2 separate regions of the Rattus norvegicus genome follow, and region 1 is linked to region 2. The links are chromatin contacts, called in public Hi-C maps. All regions are on one chromosome and are shown on one strand. Each heading gives the region's core, a stretch centred on a gene start, on an enhancer-like site or on the middle of the called end of the contact. The rest is flanking DNA. Distances are from core to core; before and after follow the strand shown. Region 1 has its middle 11 kb from the start of Nxpe2. Region 2 has its middle 95 kb from the start of Nxpe2.

Evidence for each region. Hi-C and Micro-C count contacts between places; a contact is called where the count stands out from the background.
Region 1: a Hi-C map of liver shows a contact between it and region 2, with 11 times the contacts expected there. The contact joins two enhancer-like sites. A contact is called at or near these places in 10 of 12 Hi-C or Micro-C datasets (the A7r5 cell line, the Rat2 cell line, frontal cortex and 5 more).

What each region holds. Positions count from the first base shown.
Region 1 is chr8:57,604,541-57,609,528 of GRCr8, reverse strand. It overlaps a transcript of Nxpe4 not described here. Among named protein-coding and RNA genes, the nearest start is that of Nxpe2, 11 kb to the right of the region's middle. Within about 2 kb of position 3,673, at least 45 of the 93 cell types and tissues checked have an H3K27ac peak or open chromatin away from gene starts, as enhancers often do. A contact at or near this core is called in liver, where this site is marked.
Region 2 is chr8:57,499,040-57,503,956 of GRCr8, reverse strand. It overlaps a transcript of Nxpe4 not described here. Among named protein-coding and RNA genes, the nearest start is that of Nxpe2, 95 kb to the left of the region's middle. Within about 2 kb of position 1,411, at least 20 of the 93 cell types and tissues checked have an H3K27ac peak or open chromatin away from gene starts, as enhancers often do. A contact at or near this core is called in liver, where this site is marked.

The sequences.
Region 1 (4,988 bases), core at 2,424-4,923, 100 kb before region 2:
CCTGGAACTTACATTATAGAGGAGGCTGACCTTGAACACACAGAGATCAACCTGCCTGTGCTTTCCAAGTACTGGGTCTCTCTCTCTCTTTTTTTTTTCTTTTTTCTTTTTTTCGGAGCTGGGGACCGAACCCAGGGCCTTGCGCTTGCTAGGCAAGTGCTCTACTACTGAGCTAAATCCCCAACCCCACTGGGTCTCTTTTTAAGCATCCATTTTATTTATTATCCCCCGTCTGTGTGTGCATGCAGGTGCATGTGTGCTGTGGCAAGTGTATGGTGATCAGAGGACAACTTTCCGGAGCTTGTCCATGCCCTTGGGATGTAGGTTTCACAGATCGAACTCACATCACCAGGGTTGTTCAGCAAATGCTTTTACCCTCAGAGCTATCTTACTGGTCTAGTTTCCCTTGTGGTTATAGTAATGACTGTGAGTGTGTGGACTCACAAGAGAGTATTGTCCTGCATGTGGCCCAGGAAATAATGGTTTACCCTGGCTGTGTATTGCTTCTCATTGTCAAAACAAACAAACAAACAAACAAACAAACAAACAGACAACCCAAAACACCCTAATACTAGGAGAATGAATCATGAATCAGGAGCTACCTGTATATAATGGAGTAGGTACTTTCCATGGTTTCAGGCACCCACTAGATATCTGAGCCCACTGCCCCCCACCTACGCTCAATAGAATCACAATACTTTGTGACATGTTGCAACTGTCCCAGGTTTCACAGATGGGATTACAGCTGGGTATGATAGTAAATGCATGTAACCCTAACACTGGGGAGACTGAGTAGCAGAGGATTCCATGAGTTCAAGACTGGTATGGGCTTCATACTGAGACCTCGGCTTGATCTCCCCCACCAAAGCCATTTACTCTCGCCCCCTACTTTGAAATAACAATAAACTGATAACCACTAAATATTACTATGTGGCCTTTTAGATAGCAAAGGCATGTGCTTCTGTGCTCAAAAGTAAGATAGCTTGAAAATTCCTTTTCAATGTAATTTTGTAATCCTACTGATTTTAATTCATACTCCTTAGAACACTGTGTGGAGGGGTGGAATCCACAGGCCATGGATTGGTCCATGTATCAAATCAACAAAACATTCAAGACCTCTTCTTTGTATCCACCAGAATATCGTTCTGCTTAACGTATAAGATTCCCATTTACAAGTCAATCCCCGTCACAGCCAGAATCAATCTTTCTCATTTAAATCTTGTTCTCAGACCAACACAGAGCAGACCATAAGGGCTGTCTTCACTGTGGACTATTCTACAGAATGGGTCAGCTTCAAGAACGCATGCTTTCCTTTCCTTTTAAATTGTGTTTAAGTATATGAGTGCTTGCCTACATATGCACGCGTATGCCATATGTGTACCTGGTGCCCGCAGAGAACAGTGGAGAGGGTTGGCTCCTCTGGGACTGGAGTTACAGTTAGTCGTAAGCAGCTATGTGTGTGTGGAAACTGAACCAGGGTCCTCTGTAAGAATAGCAAGTGCTTTTTACCTGGGAGTCATCTCTCCAGCCCCTACAGGCATATCCTTTAAGGCTTAATATTCTTCAAAATCTATTCTATTTCCCCTTCCCAGGGAGATCCATGTGTCCCACCTGGATCTTAGCATCTTTGTCTCTTAGCCTCGAGGGTCTGTGGATTGTAGAATGCTCATTCCTTATCCTCTTATAGGGAATACGTATCATGTTTGTCCTTCTGAATCTGAGTTACCCCACTCAGGATGATTTTTTTTTTTAGTTTCATCCATTTGCCTGTAAATTTCTTGATGCCATTTTTTTAAACATCTGAGTAACACCCCATTGTGCAAATGGACCACATTTTCTTTATCCATTCTTCTGTTGAGGGACATCTAGGTTGTTTCTAGTTTCTGGCCAGCTGCTATGAGCACAGTTGAGCAAGTGACCTCGTGGTACGATGGAGCATCCTTGGGGTGTACATACCCTGGAGTGCTACAGCTGGGTCTTGAGATAGATTCCCAATTTCCCGAGAAACCGCCATATTGATTTCCATAGTTGGTGCACGAGTCTGCGCTCCCACTAACAATGGAGGAGTGTTTCCCTTGCTCCATATCTTTGCTGGCATAAGCTACCACTTGGGCTTTTGATCTCAGCCATTCTGACAGGTAAAGGTGGAATCTCAAAGTTGTTTCGATTCATATTTCCCTGGTGGCTAAGGGTGATGAACATGTCTTCAAATGGTGTTTTAGACATTTGAGGTTCCCGAAGGGCAGTGGTGATAGGAACGGGAGGGATCAGGTGGGAGGGGAGGGGGATAGAGGCAGAGAGTACTGGGAGAGACAACTGTGATGGGGGAGCATTTGGAGGATGATATAGAAAACTAGTATAGTGGAATTTTCCTGGAACCTACAAGGTGGACTGTCCACCTTCCATAACTAGGCACGGCTCCCAGCAATGGGGCTGAGGTTAACCCAGCCACAAAACCTTTGACCTATATTCTGCCCACCCCCCTGCAAGATGTGCTGGGGTAATAGTGGCACAGAATTTGTGGGGGTGGCCAACAAATGACTGGTCCAACTTGAGGCCCATACCGTGAGCGAGAGCCCAATGCCTGACACAACCTGGATGGCCAGGAACCAGAGGCTGGACAGTCCAGAGACCCACAAAAGAATCAAACAAGACTGGCAAAAAAAAAAAAGGTAAATGAAATGACCCCTAATGATATTCTGCTACACTCATGGACTTACCAATTGAACTTTTTTTTTTTTTCCGGAGCTGGGGACTGAACCCAGGGCCTTGCGCTTCCTAGGCAAGCGCTCTACCACTGAGTTAAATTCCCACACCCCCTTCCCCCCCCCCCCCCCGGAGCTGGGGACCGAACCCAGGGCCTTGCACTTCCTAGGCAAGTTACCAATTGAACTTAATCCAAGTCATCAGAGAGGCTTCATCCCGCAACAGATGGGAGCAGATGCAGAGACCACAGCCAAACACTAGGTGGAGCTAGAGAACCCTGCAGAAGAGGAGGAGGAAGGACTGTAGGAACAGAAGGCACCAAGAGACCAAGACCCCACAGAATCAATTAAGCAGAACTCTAAGGGCTCAGAGAGACTGAAATGACAATCATGGAGCCCGTATGAGTCTGAGCTAGGGTCCTTTGCATATATGTTATGGAGGTGTAGCTTGGTCTTCTTGTGGGAATTTTAATAGCAAGGGCGGGGACTATCTCTGGAATTCTATTCTTGGAATCCTTTTCCTCCAACTGGATTGCCTCATCCAACCTTGAAGTGAGGATCTGTGACTAGTTTTATTGTAATTTTTAATGCTGTGATATTCCCGGAAGGTCTCCCCCCCCCCTCTCTCTCTCTCTAATGAGTGGATCTTGGGGGAGAGAGAGAGGTGAGTGAGGAGCTAAGTGGAGGGATGGGAAACCACTGTCAGGATGTAGTGTATGAGAGAATTTTAAAAATTAATTAATTAAAAATAAAAACTTTACACCCCCCCCCCCAGGGATCCTGTCTTCCTAACACATTTTGTTTCATTTGAAACGAATCCCAGAGGGCTACAGATAGCTGTCCCAAGCACCACTGATCCTACAGTAATGTGAACCTTCGGCATAAGCTGGTAGTTTTGTCTGACCTCTCAGAAACCAAGGTTATAACAGACTATGTAATTTGAAACCCTGAGCAGTAAGGACAGCAGCGGTGGCGGCTGGGAATGCAGCTGACTCAGGGCTGAAGGGAGTGGAAACAGTGAAATGACTGGCGCAGTGGGTAAGAATAATCAGGGTACTTCTTGCGCATATTCGCCACGGCTTATGCTTAATAACACGTTGCGGATCAGGTAATCTGAGGCGAGAGATACTCTCAGAGTTCTCGACACAGCCCTCCAGGATGCATTTACAAATCAGAAGATTGTTACACCAATAAAGGTTACTCGAAATCTTCCAAGTCATGCGTCCCCATTGGGAGCCCTCTCATTGGAACTCAACTTTTAAAGGAATCCTTAAAGGCTAAGTGGGGCTCATTGAGAATATGGGAACGTTTGAGACTTACTTTACCCATAAAGATACTGTACCTACCTATAGCCTCTTCTGAGGCATCTTCTCTGAGCTTGCAGGAGAGCCCATGATTGCGGTAGACTCCAGAAAGCCTCCGGCTGTGGTGAGGCCTCAGGGAGGGAAGGGGCCAGACCCTCCCACAACCCTTTGACCTATGCTAGGGGTTGGAGGCAGGGCAGCAAAATTGTGATTCTCAAGCACTTAAAAATACCCTCTATGATTGGGGAAGCAGAGCAGGAAAGAGCTGCTTCCTTTTAAATGAGCCTCAGGATGTGGTTGGTGCATGAAAGAGTTTTAAAATTTAATTAATTAATTGAAAATAAAAGCTTTATTCTCTTCCCAAGGATTCTGTCTTGCTAACACTTTTTGTTTCATTTGAAATGAGCCCTGAGGGGCTACAGACAGCTGGCAGGACTGACAGGAAACCAGGCTAGGGAGAGGCAGGAAACTGGCTTGAGTTGAGACAGATCAAAATGTCCTAATGCTGAAGTTTGGGGGGAGGTGATATTATGTTTACCCAAAAAGATCTTTCTACCTGCAAATGTCCATAAGAAAATAGATGCAAAACATGTGCTTGGAGACACATTGGAGTGTCAGGCATGACTACTCCAAGGTATGGTTCAGGAATAGGTTTTTTTTTTTATTGTAGATACAAGGGAGTTTACTGCCAGGGGCCTCTGTAAGAGTCCAGAGCAGGGAAAGAAAGTAGTAGACTGACCATGGCTGTGAGGGAGAGCGAGAAAGAGAGGAAGAGGGAAAGGGAAGGGGAGGGGGAGGGGGAGGAAGGAGGGAGAGAGGGAGGGGAGGATGGAGGAGGAGGAAGGGGAGGAAGAGGGGGAAGGGAAGGAGGGGATGAGGGAGAGTGAGGGTGAGGGGGAGGGGGAGGGGGAGGAGAAGACAAAGAGAGGACCAAGAGAGAAGAGAGCAGGCCAAGAGGAATGCCTAGCAAAAATGGGAG
Region 2 (4,917 bases), core at 162-2,661:
TTGCGTCATCCTGGTACTCGAGTAAGATTCTCCCGCTTGGGAAGGACCTTTCATTATGAATGGGATTAGTACCCTCATCAAAGAATGGGATTGTACCACCAAGTCAGTAGGCTTGCTGGCCTCTCTGCCCTGTGAGAGCACTGTAAGAGAAGCGCTGCTATAAGGAGCCAGACAATTAAAGTGTTAGCATCTTGATCTCAGACTTCTCAGGCTCCAAAACTGTAAGAAATAAACTTCTGATTGTGTGTAACTTACCCAAACTCTGGCACTTGGTTATAGTAGCCCTAACAGGTTAAAACAAACAAACAAACAAACAAACAAAAAAGACCCACTTAGTTAAGAAGTAGCAGGCATTCTCAGGACTATTTTATACATTTGTAGTAAAAACAGGAAACAAAGAGATTCAGAAGTCCCTTAAGCATTCAAGGCAAGGCAAAGAGAATATGGATGAATAGAGAAGAGCCCAGTCTGCCAACATCCAGCATCAACAGAAGGCTCTCTTGGCACCAGCATCCTTTTCATTTTCCTTTCCCTCATATGAAATTCCTTCCCCCTGCTCTCTCTCCTCCTGTGAACAGAGAGAGAGAGAGAGAGAGAGAGAGAGAGAGAGAGAGAGAGAGAGAGAGAGAGCTATTTAACAACCAAGACCACATTTCAAGGCCAAGATAACCAATTAAAAGTAACACTTCCCTAAAACTGCAAACAGTCCCCTCTCCAACGCAAACTTTTAAGTCAAGAGGACAGCTTTCCACATCCCTTCCTAATAGAGCTTGGCCTCCATCCACCAACATTAATCACTCAAAGATGGCCCAAGAACCTATGTAAGGTCACTGCCTAATCCTTTTATTAAAGGTCATTGGTTCTTGACTATGAAAATGTGTTTTGTTTCCCATCCTCAGCCATCTGCCCCACAGTCTGAGTCTAAAGACATTTACTCTCTCACCAAGGACAGTTGGAGACCTCTGTAGAGCCTCTTGTCTTTGAAATTTCACTAACGTCCAAAGACGCTTTGAAATGCAACACATTTCTGCCAAGGTGCTAGAATGTAGCAGAAGTCTCCAGAAAGATACATTCAGCTCTGGAACCTTTGGATTCCACTTTCTTTGGTAAGGGTTGGAATATGGAAACACAGCACTTTGCAAACTAGCTTTTTTGGGAAGGTATTCTATTTATGACTGTCCTTGGGAAAGCACTATCCTGAGCCATAGCCAGAGAGAGGGACCAGGAACAAGGAAGTAGATGAAAGTTTGTGGAGCAAAAATGTCTGTCCACGGTGCAATTCAGTTTGAAGATACCAGACACGATCAAGGACTTTGGAGGGAAAGGAAGGGTTCAGAGAGCAGTGGCTCCAGAGGACGTTCTAATGCTTGGGGCGGAGCTTTCTACGTGGCGTCCCCGAGCTGCGCAAGGGATAGGGCTGTGGTGGGAAGCTGCTGGCTGGACCAGTGTGCTCTTCAGAGCTTGCCTGTCATGTGTACAAGAAACCCGTGTGCGCGTGTGTGAGCGCACCTGGGCAGGTTAGCGTGGTGTGTGGTTCGTAACACATCCTTTGGAGCTTCTCTCTGTGCACATATCCGAGGCTGTCTGCAAAGCAATGAGGCTTATTTAACATTCACCGTGGGACAAATAAGAGAAAATTAAAAGAGCAATTTTAGGAGGGAATAATTGTTTTCCATACACTATAATTACAACTGCCTGTAAATGCCGCTATCATAAACGAATCTGCCGTTTAGAGTTCTCTTAAATTCTTTCCGTAATGAACACGCTCTGAAGGCGGGAGACCTCGGCGATGCTCCAGCAGGGGAAGCTGGGCCTGCACTGACCCCTGGCGTCTGCCTTGCGCAGAGACCTCCCTCCACAGCCACAAAGCCTGGGACCCCGCTGTGAGAAATCCCTTGTCCTTCTGTGTCCTTGGCATTACAAACATCCTGGAGACCCTTGGGACAGAAGTAAATCTTAGAATCTCTGTCTTCCTAGCTCTCTTGAGGCGATTTCCTAATATTTGCGTCGGCATTATTTCCCTTCTCTGGCTCCCTCCTTCAGCAAACAGCACCTTTCAATTGCCACTCAAAAACCTGAAGGTCATTTCTGATCTTCCCTTCTTTCCTACCACAGGGGTGAGCAAGCCAGTAATGCCTTAGCCACTGAGGCGTGGCGATGGTGTGTCTCCTACAGATCTCTCCATCCATCCTGGATAGACACCAGCCATCATCACCCTTTCTGGATGGTGCACATCAGCCTCTGAGTGACTTTCTTGCTTGAGACTTAGTGTCTCCAGGGATCTTCTTCCACTTTCTAACTCATGAAATTTATTCCTCAAGTAACCTTTGATGAACCAGAGAGACTGCTGTTAATTACTTTTAATAAGTCATGGCGCGAACTTGGCACTATCACTTGGGCAATCTCCTCCTTGCCAGCGTTGGTGCGGGAACAGTGCTTTTCTATCTTTTTTTTCTAAGGACTTCCATTATCAATTCCCCCGTGCCCCGCCCTTTCCCTTTGTTTCCAGAGAAATCTCTTGGACCAAATAAACTTGATGATTAAAATAAAATTATTTCCTGCTTTTCATGACAGGCAGAGCTGACTGATAATTGGGGCATCTGGTCAGGAGAAGATAACCAGCATTATCATAAAGAATGAGCCTAATCCCAGCCACAGGCAGAAAAACAGTCCGATAGTTTATCTAGCCAGTGCAGTCTTATCAAGACGAAATCTAGCGTCTCCGTTTGCTGTTCGAAAATATTGAGAGAAGCACATAGCTTCCTATTTCGGCTGTCCTAGATCCCCTGTGATACTCTCTGAAGGAAGTGGCTCTTGGGGAACTGCTCTGAGATTCTAAGAGTCGGCCGCACTCATACGCCGAGGTGCTCTCGGCGTTCTCTAAGCGACCACAGCCCTTCTTCTTTAATTGCACCTGGTCCATAAATAAATATTCCATCCCCAATGCCAGCTCTAATTAATTAAAACTGGGAGGAGTTCACCATGCCACTTGCAAATTGAGCATATATGTGAAAGATCTCAGAACAAATTAATTTCACATAGATTTAATGATTGATTACTTAATGCACGCTAATTAAATGTTTGGGGGGGAGGGTATAGAGTCTAATTAGTATTAATTTTTACATTGCCAGATTATAATTCTCCTTTTCTTTTTGGCCACTAGTTATCCAAACACTGCCATTTTCCTTTGGTGTTATGCTCTGCTCATTCCTCTTCCTCTTCCTCCTTTACTGAAGGGTTTATCATTCCTCTCAGAAAGGTCTAAGTTCTTGACGCAAGCAGTCACGTTCCACTTGCTCATTCTCTTTCTCCTTATTGCAAGTCTGACTTGTTAAAGAATAAGGATACCGACTTCTTCCCAGTTAATCAATTAACATCAATTGCTCTCTTTTCTCTGTCTCCTCCCCTTCCTTCTCCTCTCTCTTTTTTTCCCCTCTTCTCCAAAACTCAGTATGCAGTTCTTAATGGTCTCATAGGCAGAGGTGGGGTGAACAGTATGAGGTAAATTTAAGAATGACTAGAAAAATTTTAAATCATGTAGACTCTGTGTTAGATATTAATGTTAACATTAATATTAAATTTGGGTATTGGAGTGGAAGTTCTGGTTTCTCTAATAACTTAGTTGTATCACCAGATAATTTTCTGGAAGCTGTCTTGTGAGAGGGCATGTGATGGCTTGCTGAAAACAGACACTTGAGAGGGCACATGGTGTTTAGAAAGAATGTAAGTAGAACCCCACAAACAGTGAGAGGACGCTCTTGCATTGTGACACCATGCAATGCTTCGCCGGTCTTTGTTGGTTTTCAACGGTCTTTGTTGGTCTTCGTAGAGAGAAACATGATAAAGAACGTCTCATGGTATTCCAGCTGACTCTGGCTGCTTCTGCTGACTCCTGCCCACTCAGCAGAACTTTGCTGTTCCTGTTGGATTACGAAACCTCCTCTGATTCATGTTTGATGTTTGCTATTGAACTGGACGGCTGGTATCCTGACAATGAAGAGTGGAATTGCCCCTAACGAACTACTTCCAAACAGGTTCACAAAACCCTTTTTCTGTTAACCATCATTTTCTCCTACCTCTGGTTGGTGGGTTAGAAGGAAGGCTGACGAATTTAAGAACCGTAAATAAAGTAGGTTTTAAAGAAATCTATGCCCAAGCCTACAGGGTATGAAGTTTACATGCATATAGGATGAATATGCCTAGAGATCTAATGTGCAGCATGGGAACTATAGTTAAGAATATCGTATTGAATACTGGGAATTTAATGAATACATTTTCAGTATTATTTTTTTTCTACAAAAAGGTATGTGAGAGCACAGCTATGTTAATTTGCTTGGTTGTAATAGTTACTTCACTACATATAGAAACATCAGTGTCATATACCTTAAATCTGTACAATCTTAAATGACTCAAACTACTAATTTGTCTGTCTATAATAACAAGGTTATAATTCTATAAGAGACAGTTCATGTTTATGAAGTGAGTGTTTTCTACAATTTGCTGTCAAGTACTTTTAATCAGGAAAGGAAGGAAAGTATGTTTCAGGAGTGTGTGTGTGTGTGTGTGTGTGTGTGTGTGTGTGTGTGTGTTGCACACATGTCCACGTACACACATCCCTCTACATTGCTTAGAGAGATAAGGTGGTAAGATGCCAGCAATTGGTGAAGGATCTCTTGGTGGTCATTATGCTGGCTTCCAATTTTTCTGCAGCTTTCAAACTTTCAAAACAAGCCTTGGGATAGAGCCTTTTGAACCCCTTGGATACTGTGTTATTATTTCAGTCCTTTTCTTTCCTTAAACTCTGATTCATCCCTGCTGTCCAAATGCCAGGAGGCAGCTTTCTCCTTGTATTCGATCAGGATGGGCTAGGTTATGCTGCAGGGACAATCTGAAAATCCCAGGAACTTAAACCATCAA